2 separate regions of the Canis lupus genome follow, and region 1 is linked to region 2. The links are chromatin contacts, called in public Hi-C maps. All regions are on one chromosome and are shown on one strand. The core of a region is the stretch at or near the end of the contact, and the rest is flanking DNA. Distances in the headings are between cores, read along the strand shown.

The links. A called contact is a pair of places that touch in the nucleus more often than the background predicts.
Region 1: a contact with region 2 is called in a Hi-C map of skin fibroblasts, with 2.0 times the contacts expected there. The contact joins the enhancer-like site here to the promoter of ANKRD40 in region 2. A contact is called at or near these places in 4 of 9 Hi-C or Micro-C datasets (amygdala, blood, skin fibroblasts and 1 more).

The regions. Positions count from the first base shown.
Region 1 is chr9:26,756,537-26,761,414 of UU_Cfam_GSD_1.0, reverse strand. No RefSeq gene overlaps it. Among named protein-coding and RNA genes, the nearest start is that of TOB1, 67 kb to the right of the region's middle. Within about 2 kb of position 1,509, at least 10 of the 20 cell types and tissues checked have an H3K27ac peak or open chromatin away from gene starts, as enhancers often do.
Region 2 is chr9:26,559,857-26,564,895 of UU_Cfam_GSD_1.0, reverse strand. ANKRD40 (ankyrin repeat domain-containing protein 40) reads left to right here and starts at 3,750. Exons shown (of 5, transcript XM_038547689.1): 1 at 3,750-3,921. The coding sequence starts at 3,788. It overlaps LOC111097378 (a long non-coding RNA gene), which reads left to right. Exons shown (of 3, transcript XR_005364483.1): 3 at 1,726-2,807.

The sequences.
Region 1 (4,878 bases), core at 260-2,759, 200 kb before region 2:
TGTGGTCTGGACTGTGCACTGTGGGATATTTAGCAGCATCCTTGGCCTCAACCCACTAGATGCCAGGAGCGCAGGCACACCCCCCGGCTGTGGTAACAAAAGTGTCTCCTGCCATTGCCAAGTGTCTCAGGAGCAGAACCGACCCCAAGAGAGCAACTGTCTTACACAAAGGGTGTGTCCAGAGACAGGCCCACATTCGAATCTGGATGGTCTGCTTTTCCTGCTCCCCCCTCTCCGTAGGTAAAAGTCTCCTTTGAAAATCTCTTTCCAGAGCAAGCCTGCCCAATTCAGTGCATGGGCTCCAGGTGCTCAGTCACGGGCGGACCGTTGAAAACATCTGCCGACAGGGGAGCAGGCCTGGATGCAGAGTGGGTGAGGTGGAGCCCGGAGAGGGCCCTGGGGGCGAGGCAGCTGCAGGGGGAGCACCTGCCTGGTGGCCACGCCCCTGCTTGGCCTTCTGCCCAGACGCTGTGCCAGGCCAACGTGCGCAGCCTCACTCATCACCTTGCAGATGGGTCACCCTGATTCACGGCCGCTGAACGTGACCTGGAGTTGTCTCGTTCCAGAAGATATCTGCAGTGGCCGAGTGACCTCAACACTTACCCAGGTACACTCACTCCTGAAGACCCTCAGATGGGACCAGTGGACTCAGGAGGTGGTCTTTGGTTCTGGGTCCTGGAATGTGATGATGGAGGCAGTGGTGGAGAAGCTTCTAGACTCCAGGAACTTCCACTCCCCCCCCGCTCTGTAGCACGCTGTAAAGACACCTGGTACGCAACACGTAATGGTAGTTCTCACTCCAGCTCCCGGCCTGGGTTTCCTGAGTGGAGGCATTGGCCTGAAGGAGGGCCTGTAATAATTGACATGCACGGAGCATGTCCGCGTGACAGGGTCTTTATGTCCAAACTACGGTAGATTCATGCAATGCTCTATGGGGCTGGCACTGTGATTACTATCCTCCTCCTGCAGCAGAGGAAGCTGAGCTCAGAGAAGTTAAGTAACTTGCACAAGGTCACACAGCCAGTAAGCGGAGGAGGCTGGGCACATACCCAGGTCAGACCCAGCGCCCTGGTTGGGGCTGTAGTAGCCCAGGTGAGAGGCCAGCAGGCTGGGTAGTGGCCGCGGCTCTCAAGGATGGAAGAGGGACTGCGGCGAGAGGAGGGGCAGGGCCGGCACCCAGCCCCGTGTGGGCAGGAGTGGAAGATGACTCGTAGGTTTAGGGCCCGAGGGCCGGACCGGGAGGGTGGTGGTGCTATTTATAGATGCAGGGAGGCCAGGGGGAGGGGCGGGTTAGGGCATTCTTTGACACGGTGGAGCTGATTTGCTAACAGTGGACATTTAGGGTGAGATTCGGCACAACTAGGAAGACTCAGCACGTATTAAAATGCCCCTGAAGCCAGCAGCCCCCTTACCAAAACCGAACCCCGGGGTCCCCAGCCACCAGCCCAGCCGAGCTCCCAGCTCCCTCGCCCGAGGCCCAAGTTCCAGGCTCACCCTGACCGCTGGGGGTCGCCCCTGGCGCACAGACACGGTGTGGCCGGCGGGCGCCTGCCCTGGGTCTCCCCGGGGCTCGCCGTGGCCCAAAAGGCAGAAGTTTCTCTTGTTTCAGGGTGGGAGGGGGGTCCCATCTCCCAAGACCCCGAGCTGCCGTTCGGCCCCCTCGCTCCAAGCACCCAGCGACACCATTTCCCGGGAATTTCTGGGACCCCCCCCAGCAGGTTCTGGTGACCCTCGAACCAGACCAGGGGAGCGAGCGGAGCCCCCGGAGCCCCCCCCTCCCGAGCGCGCGGGAGCCCCAGGCTGGGGGACACCTTGTCCAGGGCGCCGGGGCCGCCGCTGACCTCGGGCGCAGGAGCCCAGCTGTTCCCAATCGCGTTTCTCCCCTGACATTTGCGTCAGCAGCTCTGCCCTTTGACCTTTAATTCCCGGGAGTGGAGGGTGGAGGCAGCTTTGGTGATCAGGACTAATTATTTGCAATTCGATCCAACCAGCAGTTTATTGGGGTTTGGCCTGGCTGCCTGCCCTCTGTCCGCCTCCCACACCCCCAGGTTTATGGCTTTGGCCTCGTTGGGAAGCTGGGAAGAACAGAAGGTGGAGTGGTTCCACCCGGGAGACGCCGGGTTCTCCTGCTCCTGGGAGTCCCCTGTGGGCAGTGACGCTTATAGAAGTGCTTTGAGACCCCCGGATAGAGGAGGTGTCCCCATGCACACACCCAGCTTGGCCTGGTGTCCTCTTGGGCCAGCCTCCAGCTCTGCTCTGGGCATGTTGGGACACGTCCCAGGGTGGGTTGGCCAGGCCAGGAGGCGCTGTCCTCCCAGCTGCCCTATTAGTGGGTGCAGGGCTGGGAAGGATGGGAGGGGGGCAGGCAGTGCCACAGCCATGGGGCTCCCCAGGTCCCGGGTCTCCTGTCGGTATCCAGTGTCCCTCTATATTTGTCCTCTTGGAGGGGCAGGCAGCCAGCCGGACCCATGACGTCTCCTGCCGGGCCTGGGCTATTTTGGAGCAGCCTTGGGGGGCTGGGTGGGGAAGGCAGGGGTGGGGTTTAAGGGAATATTTCCTCCTGGCTCCGGGTCAGGGAAGAGGCTAAGGGTGTGTGGCACGGAGAACTGGCCCCGAGGCCTTTCTCAGAATTCCCTTTGCAGCTACTCAGATGTTCCTCTGCTCGGGTTTCCTGGGGATGCCTGGGCTCTGGGGCCCAGAGGGCTGTCTGGGCAGGAACCCCAGTCTCTTCTCCAACCCCCTCCCCGAGATTTTTCCAGCCATTCAGACATCATCCCTCAATTAAAAAACATCTCGCTCCATGCCAGGGCTCACCTAGGACTAGAGCTAGCTCGGTGGCTCCCATCTGTCCTATTTCTCAGGGCACCAACATTTCCAGAAAACAACTGAGGATGGGACGTGGTCACCAGGTCTATATTTTGCTGAGTTAAGGACATTAAAAGGAAATGTCAAAGGAAAGTTCTTTTTAAACACACATACACAATTGAACATACACAGTACAAGTGAAAGGAGTGCGCTTCACATTGTGGGTCTGACTCTGGGAAAACCTCACTACCTTGTCCTTGTCTTTCTCATTTTGCCACGACCAGATGAGAGCGTGGCAATCCTGCCCATGGCCTCATATTCCAGGACCTACGGGTCCCTCGCGTCCCTGCCTGAGCCCAAGGCCTTGGGCAGCGGGGGACCCCCAGTACCCTCTCCCACTCCCACTATCTCGTGGAGCAGTCACTTTGCTGCTTTACATTTTTCCCACCCCCCAGCCTCTAATATTATGAGGGGAGCCTGGGGAGCAGTCTGGTCCCTGTGCGGCGGGCTGGTGCAGTCGGGCCCTGGAGACGTCAGCCCACGGTCTCCACACTTCTTTGAACCACATTTGGACACGGGCTCAGGCCTTTGAACTGGATCTGGATGGGGGCTCAGGCAGGCCGGAGCTGTGCCGCTTCCTGGCCCGTGATCTGACACTAGTCACAGAAGCTCCCTCCCTGAGCTTCCATTTCTCCTTCTGTAAAATGGGTGTACTGGCTCCTCATCACAAGGCTAGTGAGGACTAAGAGAGTGTTTGTGAAAGTATTTTGTGGACTATAAAGCTTGGGCAGGGGCAGTTATTATTATTATGAGAAACTAGTAAATGGCTGAAGAAAGAGTATCCCGAAAGCTGACCTCAGCTTCTGGGTGCAAAGACGGTACTCGCACCCACCCCCGAGTCTGTGATCTTGGGGCCACTCCAACCCCACAAAGGAGCCAAGGAAGTCTGATCCCTGTGAGTCAAGGCAGCCTGGCCTACACCAAGGCCAGGTGCTTGAATTAGGCCCAGCCCCTGGCCTGTGTTTGGACAAAGGGTCTCCACCTGCAAGGGGTTCTGTTGGCTTGTGGCAGCCGGCCCTGCATGGTTATGGATGTCTGTCACCCCCTAAATTGTAGAGAGGTGTGTGGAGGGCCTCCCCAGGAAGGAGGCCCTTTGGGGAAGGATAAGGAGCATTGGGTCTGAAGACTCAGAGAAGGTCTGATACCCAAGCTTCAAGGCACCCACAAAGGAGCAGGTTTGGAGGACTCTGTGCCCCATCCCCTGTTTCTGGGAGGTGAAGTAGGAAACACAGCAACCCATGTCCCCAGGCCGGTTCAGACATGTCCCTTTGCCTCTGAGCTTGTGCCCTCATCCACAGAATAGGCATAAGGGTCCTTCACTCATGGGGTTGCTGTCAGCTTTATGGGATCGTGCAGGAAAGCCCCTGGAGGGTGCTCACTCCTTGAGAGCTCCCCTGCCCACCTTCCCATGAGGCCCGGCAGAGCCACAGCCCCCACAAAAAGAACCAAAGAGTCCCCAGGAAGCGCGAGCCCGTTGGCTGGGCTGCCTCCTCCACCCAGAGTGATCCCCAGGCCCTGCCCCACACAGGGGCCAACGGAGCAGGTTTGCTCTCGCTGCCGCTGCTGCCAGGCCCCAGCTCCCCACCCCCTACCCCCAGCTGCTCGGCAGCCAGTTGTCATGAAGTCATCGCCACCTTCCCCGACCTGCACCCCCACCTCCGCCCCCGTGCTGACATCCCATTTGGCACAGAGGTTGGAAAAGCCGCTGACTCTCCCGGACCCTGAGTTCATGGACTGGTCAGGGCCTGTCGGCCGCAGGCTGACCATGTGGACAGAGGGGGTTTGCAGAACGAGGAAAAGGGCCCCCCAGGCTTTCATCCCCTGCCTCAAGCCAATCCCGGCCGCTGAGACACTCCCTCCAACAACAACACACACACCACACCCTCCATATACACCTGGACCTAGAGATGTGTGACTCACCCCCCAACACACACACTCCACGTTTGTACACACACTGTCCCCTTTCCACTCCCACATAAACTGTCCCATACGCACACACCAGGATGCACACTG
Region 2 (5,039 bases), core at 2,501-5,000:
TTTCCATGACTCCATCCTCCATCTGCTTTGCTGCCTCAGTCATTTTGATAAATGTAAATCTGGTCGTATCTCTTTCTTGCTCGAAACCCTTCAATGGCTCCCCATCACCCCCAGTCTAAAATTCAAAAACCACAAGGTCACCCGTGATCTGACCTGCCTCTAACTTCATCTGCTACTGGTTCCCCACACTGTGTAAGCCCCTGTTTCCTACCACCGTACACTATGTCCTGCTGCTCCAGGCATGGGATGCTCTTCCCTCACGCCACCAATACCACCCATATTTCTCAGCTCTATGGAGCCAACCTGGACCCTCCTTGTCCACCTGCCACACACAACCAAACACCCTCTTTTTGTGCCATGATTTTCCCTTAAACAGATTTGCACATTCTGGGGTTGACCACACTATATTGCAAATATGAGTCTTTCCCTTTATTTATTTTTTTAAAGATTTTATTTATTTTTTCATGACTGAGAGAGAGGGAGAGAGAGAGAGAGAGAAGCAGAGACACAGGCAGAGGGAGAAGCAGGCTCCATTTCATTCAGGGAGCCTGATGTGGGACTCGATCCCAGGTCCCCAGGATCACACCCAGGGCTGAAAGTGGTGCTAAACCGCTGGGCCACTAGGGCTGCCCGAGTCTTTCCCTTTAAAATGAAAGTTTTTTCGGTCATATGCCATGTCTTATTCATCCCTGTATTCCCAGATTCCTGCACACTATATATGTAAGGAATAGTTCCTATTCACTCCTAACCACATGAAAGACAGTCTGGCCGCCACCCCTACTGCTCCACGGCAGCTTCCTTCTCCAAGGTCACCAGCAGCACCACCTTGTGGCTAAATGCATTCTACACTTGTCAATCCTTTCTTGCTCTTTCTGCAGGATTTGACACTGTGGGTCATTCTCTTTGCTCGAAATGTTCCCCATTCCTTTCTTTTTCCTCCTACTATTTCAGCTGCTCCTTTTCAAGCTCATTTGTGGATTTTTTCTGTCCATCATTAAAACGTTGGGTGTTCTTTGGGGTTCTGTACTTGGCTGTCTTCTCTTGGTACTCAACACACTCTGGTGGGGCTGTCCCCTCTGTTCCTATGACTTCAGCTAGCACCTTTTACTGATGACTACCAAATTCAAATCACCAGTCCAGAACTACTTTCTAAATGCCATACCCATATACACAACTCTTTATGGGCATCTCTACTTAACAGGAAAATCAGAAAAGAAGCATGGGCTATGAAATCAAGCTGCTTGAGTTCAAAGCCTTGCTCTATTACTAACTAAGCTATATGGTGTTGGGCAAGTTACCTCTCTGTGCCTCAGATAATAACAATGGTTCTAACTCATGGGGTCATTGGGAGAATTAAATGAGATAATCCAGGTACAACACTTAGCGTAATACCTGGCAATGAGTCAATTAATTAATTAAAGGTCTTCAGAAGGCTCAGCTCAGCAGAATCAAAAGTGAATTCATCACCATACTTGAAACCTGTTCTTCCTTCTTTGACTCAAATCTCAGTAAATGGCACCATTATCTCCCCAGCCAGAGACCTGGGTGTTATCCTTCATGATCACACTGCCTTCCCAGTCTATCAGGGGCTCTTCCTTGACTGGACTTTGCCATCACATACCTACGATCTATTGAGCCTTTCCCATGTCCGGACCTTACACATTCGTTCAATCCGTAGAACAACCCAGCAAAGTAGGTGCTAATATTATAACCTCTATTTTGCAGATGCAGAATTTGAGGCACAGAAAGGTTAAGTAACCTACCTAAGAAGATATGAGTGCCAAAAGCTGGGATGCAAATCCATGCAGTCTGGTTTTAATCTTCATGCTCACAAATAACTGTGCCATATGTCTGTACTACTTCTATTGTAATACTTATCACCTTCTATTGTTTGCCTCTCTCCCCTGCCAGACTGTATTCTTTGAAATCAGGGACTTTTGTTTGCAGCAACACCTTCAGTGACTAGAATAGTGCCTAGAATAATACCCAGTGAATTAGAGACCAAAGGAAGTATAAACAAATGAGGTAAAAGAATAGCCATCAGGTTGCATTCAGTTATGGCCAGGGTTAGAGGTTTTGTTTGCAGAGAAAGCTTTTGTTGTTGTTGTTGTGTGTGTTTTAATGTGAGGATAACAAAAAGACTGAAGTCAAAGATAAGCAGAGGTCCAGTTTAAGAAGATGTTAACATCCACTGATTTAACAGTTATTTTAGGGCACACGCTGTAATCCTTTTAAGGAAGGCTTCACAGACTTTGTCGTGCGGTCACTACCAATTTTTTAAAACTGCTTTTTTAAAAAAGAGGCCACTACCTACTCCCGTGTCACTCAAATTATGTTAAAGGACCCAATTCCAGTGCGCAGCACGTCAGCCTCAGATGCAGTATCACGCTGGATCTGAGAATTAAAATTTAAATTGGGGGACACGTAAAAATGTAAGCTCAAGCTGAGTTCCAATTTGCTTGGGGGTCAATGGAAGTGCGCAGTCGGTTTATAGTCGGCACCACCTGGTGTGCACTGAGTACTGTGCGAATGACTGTGTCAGAATAAACAGACATGGGTTTTTCTTAAACAGTAGCAAGAAAAATGCTTGTCATGCAGACCCTGGGCAGCCCCAAGAGAGGGAAATGAAAACTCCATGCCTACATTCGTCCCTTCCTAGTTCATCTCCTCCCTTTGTTCAGGCCTTTCTCCTATCCACCCCAGGGTGGTTTCCTTAGTCCTCCCGACTCCATCTGCAAGGTTCCATCCTGTGCAACACGGGAAGATCTCTCCGAGGCACCTGGGCTCAGCGAAACAATATTCTGTTTTCCTCCCACGGTGTGTGTGTGTTGGGGGCGGGGGGGGGGGGGCGCAAACCAGGGCCAACCCAGGCCCTGAGGTCGATCATGCAGGAGTCGGGCAAATGCTGTGTATATACAGCCTCCGTGGTGCTTTTCTTTACGCTCTTCTCTCCTTACATGGCCTTCACGAAGAGTCCTTAACCATGATGTACGAGCAGTAGGAAATTACAGCTTATAGACTCCCAGGCACAATATAAATATTTCCCTGAAAGCCAAAATTAGAAGACCTCTCTAAAGTGAGCCGTCAAACAACAGCGATATTCGAACCGGATGGTCCCCAGCACTGTCGAGAGAAGAAAGAGCAGTGTAATCGGTCTCCGCTACTGCGGGCGGACACTAGGAGGATCGTTTCCAGCCCGTTTCCCCATCCTGCTGGGCAGGAGTCGGCTCAGACAAGGAAAAAGAGCCCAGCGGACTAGGGTGGTGGAAAGCACCGGCTATTATTACTATTATCGTCTTTGAGGCCGCGGCCAGCAGCCTGCGCAGGGCACGGGCTCTTCCGGCGCCCCGCCCGGCTTCGCCCTCCGCGCGCGCCGCCCTCCTCCCCCGGAGCCGCGGGGCGGGGAGCGCTAGGAATAGCGCCTGAATCACGGCGGGGCCGCTCGGTGCGGCGGTTACGTAAACAGCCGGCCGGGCGCCGCGGCCCAGGGTAGGAACGGAAACCCTCCGGGTCGGGGTTGTCACTGCGAATAGGGTCCCCCGGAGGCGGCCGGCAGGAGGCGCGGCCGGGGCGGAGGCTGGGGCCCGCGGCCGGGAGCAGCCGGGGGGCGGCGGCGGCGGCGGCGGCGGGCGGGAGCAGCAGCCCCGGGCCGGGCGCCAGCAGGGCGGGCGAGCCCCGCGCTCTCCGCATGGCGGGGAGCGGGCCGCGGCGGCGGCGGCGCTGACGGGCCCGGGGCGGGGCGGGGCGGGGCGGGGCGGCCGGGCGGGGGCCTGGGCCCGAGGGGAAGATGAGCGCGCTCCTAGAGCAGAAGGAGCAGCAGGAGAGGCTGCGGGAGGCCGCGGCCTTGGGGGACATTCGGGAGGTGCAGAAACTGGTGGAGAGCGGGGTGGATGTGAACTCCCAAAATGAGGTCAACGGCTGGTAAGTGGGGAGCGGGGGAGGCCCAGGTCAGAGCAGCGGGCCGGGGGGAGGGGCGCCCCTGCCGCCGAGGCCCGGCGCTGCCCGCGGACGCCCGCGGAGGCGTGGCCGGGCGCCGGGGCCTCCGAGGCCTGCGCTCGCGAGGCCAGCCCGGGCTCCCCCTCCCCGCCGCCCCCCTGCGCGGTGCCGCCGCCCGCGCGGCCCTCCCCAGCCCCCGCCCACGTGGTCCTCCCGGGGCAGCGCCCTCCACCCCCCTCCCCCCCGCACCCCGCTGGCTCGCCGGGCCGGAGGGAGCCCTGCCGGCTGCGATTCGATTGATCCGCACGCTCGTTCGTATGGCGCGCACCCCAGTTCCGGGGGCTGAATTATTTTGCCGTAGGAGCTTCTGGAGAACACACCTGTGCACAGCAGAAAAAAAAAAAAAAAAAAGCATTTAAGCAACCGAGCAACTATGAATCTTATAATTTAGCACGGTTTCTTTTCCCAAGACCGGAAGGAAAAAAAAATCACTCGCATCACTCTTGTGTCTCTCTCTGTGGCCTCACTGCACCAGTGATTTGCAGCCGCCTGTGGAAGGCAGACTTACTCGGTCCCCCGGAGTGTTTTTGCTTTATTTCCTTATTACAATTTTACATATAGAATTTGAATCCAGACTCTCGATGTTTGCCTGCAGACTGAGTCCTTCCAACTAAAGGAGTCCCCATCTTAGGATGTGCTGGTCAAATTTTTAGTGTTAAGTTACCGAATGTGGTGTTATTCTGTCCTCTTCACACTTCATTTTTGGAGTTTTATTTGAGCCAAGTCGTGCTTAACCTTAGGCCTGTTTTTGCTAGCTTAAAGTGAGTTTGGAAAGGTTTTATTTTTTAAAAGTGGAATCCTACATTTTGGAATGGAGAGGGACATTGGAGATGGCTCCAACTGCAGAAAAAATAACCTGCCCTAAGGTCACACAGCTCCTGACAGGCTAACCAGAACCACAACCATGGTTTCCTGACTCGCTTGTAGACTTACCTACCTCCTAAGGAGAACAGCCTAGATAGCTATCCAGAAGGCCAGGAAACAGTGGCCTGCTGCCTTTTGGTTTTGTTTTCCTTAAAAGTGTTTGCAAACAAGCTTGCTGC